Regions from separate parts of the Sus scrofa genome. Here region 2 is linked to region 1. The links are chromatin contacts, called in public Hi-C maps. All regions are on one chromosome and are shown on one strand. The core of a region is the stretch at or near the end of the contact, and the rest is flanking DNA. Distances in the headings are between cores, read along the strand shown. Region 1 overlaps SLC25A26 (S-adenosylmethionine mitochondrial carrier protein). Region 2 overlaps SLC25A26 (S-adenosylmethionine mitochondrial carrier protein).

Region 1 (2,644 bases), core at 83-2,582:
TTGCTTGACCCTCACCCCACTCTCCCCCCCATGTAAACTTTCACTTAACACTGATATAATCTGTATATGCCAGAGGCTATGGATGCAAGGAATGAAGGCAGAGTCACAGCCAACTTCAAGGAACTTACAGTTTTGAGGTTGGAAATCAAGTGTCTGCATCATTTAAAATAGGTTAGAGATTGTAAAATCAGTGAAGTAGGAAAGTATATCAGATGTACATCTTATTACAGATTTCCTCTGTAGTAGGACCCTCTATATAATTTGAGTCTAAAGTAACTTTTTAAGTACCAAAAATTTTGAACATTGAGGGGTGCCAGAAGCAAGCAAGACCAAATGCAACTGGAAATTCATACTATGGCTCAGCAAATAAATATTATGGACAGAGATATTATTCTGATATATGACTGATATGCCAGTCTGTTTATATTCAATGTGCCTTCAGTAGACAGTTTATTTTTCATAAGATTGGGAGAAGATAAAATCAGAAAATTTCTCGTTGACATAAGACTCTACTTATCTAGCATTCTTGTACCTTTTTGGTTTCTGATTAGTCACCTGTTCCTGTTACTTTGTTTTGCAGATGATTTGACTAAATTTGTTTAAAACTGTTGCCTACACTCCTGTTAAGTAGGTTGTCTTTGTAAGCATATAAATACCATAGACAAAACAGGACCAATATGACATGTCTTTATCATTTCAGGGCTCAGCTAAACTGAAGTCAGAGTACTGACATCAGCAATTCAGTCTTCAGTCAGATTTTGGAACAAATAATTGAGATTAAACTACTTCACCTTTCTTTTGGCAGTGACATTTATATAAAATAAAATTTGCTTTTTAACCATTTTAAGTCTAAAATTCAGTAGCATTAATTACATTCATTGTGTTGTACAATCACCACCGTCTGTTTCAAAAACTTTTTCAATTACCCCAAACATAAACTCTGTAGCCATGAAGCAGTAACTCCCCATTTCACCCACGCCCCAACCCCCAGTAACCTCTCATTTCCTTTCTGTCTCTGTGAGTTCGCCCCTTCTTGACCGTTCATGTAAGTAGATTATAAAACATTTGTCCTTCTGTGTCTGGCTTATTTTACTTAAGTATGGCATTTTCATGGTTTAGCCATATTGTAGTTTGTATCAGAACTTCATTCCTTTTTATGGCTAAATAATATCCCATGTAAGTATGTACCTCATTTTGTTAATCCAGTCATCTGTTGATGGACATTTGTGTTGCTTCCTTCTCTTTGGCTGTTATAAATAATACTACAGTGCCTTAGTCCATTTGGACTGTGTAACAAAATGTCACAGACTGGGTGGCTTACAAACAGCAGAGATTTATTACAGTTCTGACAGCTGGAAATCTGAGATCGGGGTGCCAGTGTGGTCAAGTGAGGGCCCTCTTCTGCCCTGCAGGTTTGTCAGTGTCACTTCACCTGGTGAAAGGAGCTAGGGAGCTCTGTGGAGTCTCTTTTATAAGGGCACACTAATCCCATTTACCAGGACTCCACCCTCATGACCTAATCACCTCCCAGAGGCACCATCTAAAACCATCACAGTGGGCGTTAGGCTGCCAGTGTGTGAACATTGAGGGGACATGAACACTTAGACAGTGGTGTGCAGTGAACGTTAGTATGCAGTTATCTGTTGGAAACTCTGCTTTCCAGTCTTGTGTATACACCTAGGAGTGGAATTCCTGGTTATATAGTAATTCTATGGTAAGCTTTTTGGGGAACCTCAGTACTTTCTTACAGTGGCTCCACTGTTTTACATTACCACCAGAACCATATGAGGGTTCCGATTCCTCTCAATACTTGTTAGTTTCCGGTTTTGATTATAACCATCCTAGTAGGTATGTCGTGGTATAAACCACTTGAATGTTTAAAAGTAAATTGAAGAAAATTGTTTATAAAGCTTTAAACTTTGTTTTAAAATGCTGAGTTCAACAATTTAAAAAAAAATTGTTGCCTTTAAAAATATTTTACATAAGTTATTGTTAGACCCTCTAGTTCTTTTCAATATTAACATTGGCCGTTTTTTATCCCAGTTGTCATGGTCTTTAAAATGTATGTAACTCATCTAAAAAAAAAAAGAAAAAAAGTAAACTAGTGAAATAGAAACAGTTTTTTTGGGAAAAAAAGAAACTTATTATAAATTAATGCCAGCCTGTAATCCAACCTTGGGAAGATAATGGGATTCTCCAAACAGGTTATATATATCGGCTTATACCTGCAGTTCTCAAAGTGTGATCCATGGACCAAGGGCATCAGCATCCCTTGGGAATTAAATTTAGATGCAAATTTTCAGGCCCTCCCTAAGTCAGAAGTGTGAAGGATACGCCTAGAGTCTTTATTTTAGCACAGATAATCTATTCTTTTATTTCATTTTATTTATTTATTTTTTTAGTTCTGCACCCACAGCATATGGAAGTTCCCGGGCTAGGGATTGAGTAAGAGCTCCAACTGCAGCCCATGCCACAGCCACAGCAACACTGAATCTGAACTGCATTTATGTGGCAGCTTGCGGCAACATCAGATCCTTAACCCACTGAGTGAGGCTAGGGATCAAACCCTTATCTTCACAGACACTATGTCAGGTGCTTAACCCAATGAGCCACAACAGGAACTCCAACACAGATAATTAAGATG
Region 2 (2,644 bases), core at 67-2,566, 76 kb after region 1:
CAAGTGTATTTTGGTCTTCTGTAGAATCTTCATGTAGACAAGAAATAGAGGTTCTTTTGTGTAGGACGTTACTTGATGATTTAAGTCCTTAATTAGCTAACTAAAATCTGGGCCCCCTGAAACTATTCTCAGGTCCATTTTCCTCAGAAGCGCAGAGTGCTCCCTGGGGGTGGGGGTCGGGGGGCACATTGGCCTTTCCCAGGAGGTACGCAGAAAGGAAGCATCCAGGCTACAGGGGATTCCTTCCTGGCCTGTTTCTTGGGAAGCCACCCATTCCCTTTAGCTTAGCATGAAGGTCTCCCCAGACCTTCAAGGCTACACAGAATCCTGTTGGCCTAACCCTCATCATTTTCAGTTTTCTTCCCTAGATTCCATCCCTCTTTTCTGTAGTAAATCCACATGTTCTGATTTTTTCATATTTTTCATTTTGTTCTCTGCTTACACAAGTACTCCTCTTGGTAAAACAGTTTCCATTATTACAGAAGTATAGGTAGGGAGGGTGTCCTGTCCTCCCAGCCTCCAGAGAACGTTGACACATCATGGCCATGTTTGTCCAACAAGCAGTCGTATTATATGTACAGCTTTGGGCTTTCTTTCAGAACCTATTTTGTGCACGTTCTGTGTTGGTCCCCAGGAATGACCTTATTCTTAAAGCTGTGTAGTCTCCCATGTATGTATAGCATACCCGAATTTATGTGACCAGAGAGCAGGTTCTTTGCAGTTTTTTTCTCTTACCAGCAATGCCACAATGACCATCTTTGAACAAATACCTGTGCACCACTGTGGGTTTTAAAGTTTGCCTCCCCAGTAACATTGTTCTTTTACTTTGCATTTCTTTGCATATTTCGCAAGTTGTAACTTGTTCTTTTACTTTGCATTTCTTTGCATATTTCGCAAGTTGTAACTTGATGGTGACTGGCCTTGTGTGGTGCATGAGGATCAGCCTGTAATGCGGCGCCCCCTCCCAGCTGGAGCCCATTGCCTTTCCTGTCCTTCAGGGAGGGAGAACCGAGAATCCCTGGAGACTCTATGCCCTTTGTGGCATCACGCCATGGGTCTCTGCCGGAGTGAGTCCCAGGGAGGAGCAGCACAGTTGTCCAGGAATCTCCCCAAAGAGCCGGGGCCCACCTCAGCTTCCTGGGGTGGGCGGAACCCTGCAGCCTTCGCTAGGATTCAGCCTTTTGACTCCTTTATTAAAAAGTTGATTTCATCTTCTCTCAAAGAAATGGTGTGAAAGACTTAACTATTGCGGGGACAGAGTTACTGCATCTCGACTAATTGCTGGACCTAAGTGTAGGTGCTCACAAGTAAGCTGTTTGGTATTTGGCTGATTCAGCCAGCAAACAGCTGGGCTCCAACTTCAGCAAGTGTATTTGGGAATGTAATTCAGTGCCACTCTGAAAGGAAAAACACACATTTTAAGTGCTGTGTGGGGTTTAATGAGCTGGTGTGTGGAGTTGAGCAAGCTGTGGGTGTTGGAATTTAACCTTTTTTATACACACAATTTGAAAAAAATCTTTCCTCCTGCCTTTTCCCCCCTAGATTATTTGCAGGTGTCTTACCCCGAATGGCAGCAATCAGTCTGGGAGGTTTCATCTTTCTTGGTGCTTATGACCGAACTCGCAGCTTTGTCTTGGAACTTGGCCGAGAAAGGCCGTGACTCAGAGACAGCCCCTTCTCTCAAGAATGGGTCCTGCTGTGAGAACCATCTCCCTTCCAGTGAGCAGCTGTTCGGCCATCGGAACAAAACACGGCGCGAAAACCCAGTTCTACTCAGATTTCGACACTGAGAATGCATCTTCCGTGCTACAGGCTGGTGGGAATGACGTCATTAGCCTCTTTGCCAGAGAGAGAAAATGATGTCCACAGCGGTACTTGGAACAATTTTCTCAGAACCCCTTAATAAATAAGTGTGGCAGCGCTGAGTCCAGGCCCTACAGAGCCCTCATTTGATCTGTATCTAATCTTTCGCTTCCTGCCACCTGACGGTGGCTGCAGCCAGAGGCAGAGATGGTTATAATTTTAAAAGAATGGGTAAAGGATGGAGACCTAGGGGGGAAAGTTGGGGATGTGGGTGGGTTTCTCCCCTGGGTTAATTCCAATTGCATAAGCTCACAGCCTAGTGTAAAAAGAATGAACTACAGGTGCACAGTAAGCTGCTGTTCTTAATTACCCTCAGATTTCACTCGTAAAAACACAATAGTGTTATTTCACAGGCAAGTGTGCAGCAAGCAGCCCATGTGGGGTGTGTGTGAGCAAGAAACCAGTCGTGGCGCAGGGACTAGGTGGGCCCAACAGGCGATGGACCCGCTGTCTCCACACCAGACCCACAGCAAGGGCTGGGACTGGCTTTGCCAATAGGGTGGTTTCATCATCCCAAATCAATCAGGTTTGTTGCTTGGAGTTTTAAGCTCAACCCTGATAAATCTAAGAGATGAAATGGGAAGGTCACCCCTTTGGAGCGCAACTAATAAGCTCCAGGTGTTAGAAAAAATTCAGAGAGAAATCTCAGGAATCCAGTGGTGGTGTCCTGTCTTCCCTGGAGCAACTGTATATAATTCTGCTTTGACTAAAATTTTTTTTTCATTTTTGGGAGCGAGCAGTGGGGGAAAAAGGTAATTAAAGGCAGAATGTCTGCTTTTAT

Evidence for each region. A called contact is a pair of places that touch in the nucleus more often than the background predicts.
Region 2: a Hi-C map of skeletal muscle shows a contact between it and region 1, with 2.3 times the contacts expected there. The contact joins two enhancer-like sites. A contact is called at or near these places in 4 of 47 Hi-C or Micro-C datasets (embryonic fibroblasts, fibroblasts and skeletal muscle) and 1 of 2 datasets of contacts at active chromatin or transcription factors (skeletal muscle).

The regions. Positions count from the first base shown.
Region 1 is chr13:47,830,264-47,832,907 of Sscrofa11.1, forward strand. All of the region lies in intron 5 of SLC25A26 (S-adenosylmethionine mitochondrial carrier protein), which reads left to right. Among named protein-coding and RNA genes, the nearest start is that of SLC25A26, 88 kb to the left of the region's middle. Within about 2 kb of position 1,333, at least 2 of the 83 cell types and tissues checked have an H3K27ac peak or open chromatin away from gene starts, as enhancers often do. A contact at or near this core is called in skeletal muscle, where this site is marked.
Region 2 is chr13:47,906,280-47,908,923 of Sscrofa11.1, forward strand. It overlaps SLC25A26 (S-adenosylmethionine mitochondrial carrier protein), which reads left to right. Exons shown (of 10, transcript XM_003358494.5): 10 at 1,543-2,644. The coding sequence ends at 1,660. Among named protein-coding and RNA genes, the nearest start is that of LRIG1, 120 kb to the right of the region's middle. Within about 2 kb of position 1,317, at least 16 of the 83 cell types and tissues checked have an H3K27ac peak or open chromatin away from gene starts, as enhancers often do. A contact at or near this core is called in skeletal muscle, where this site is marked.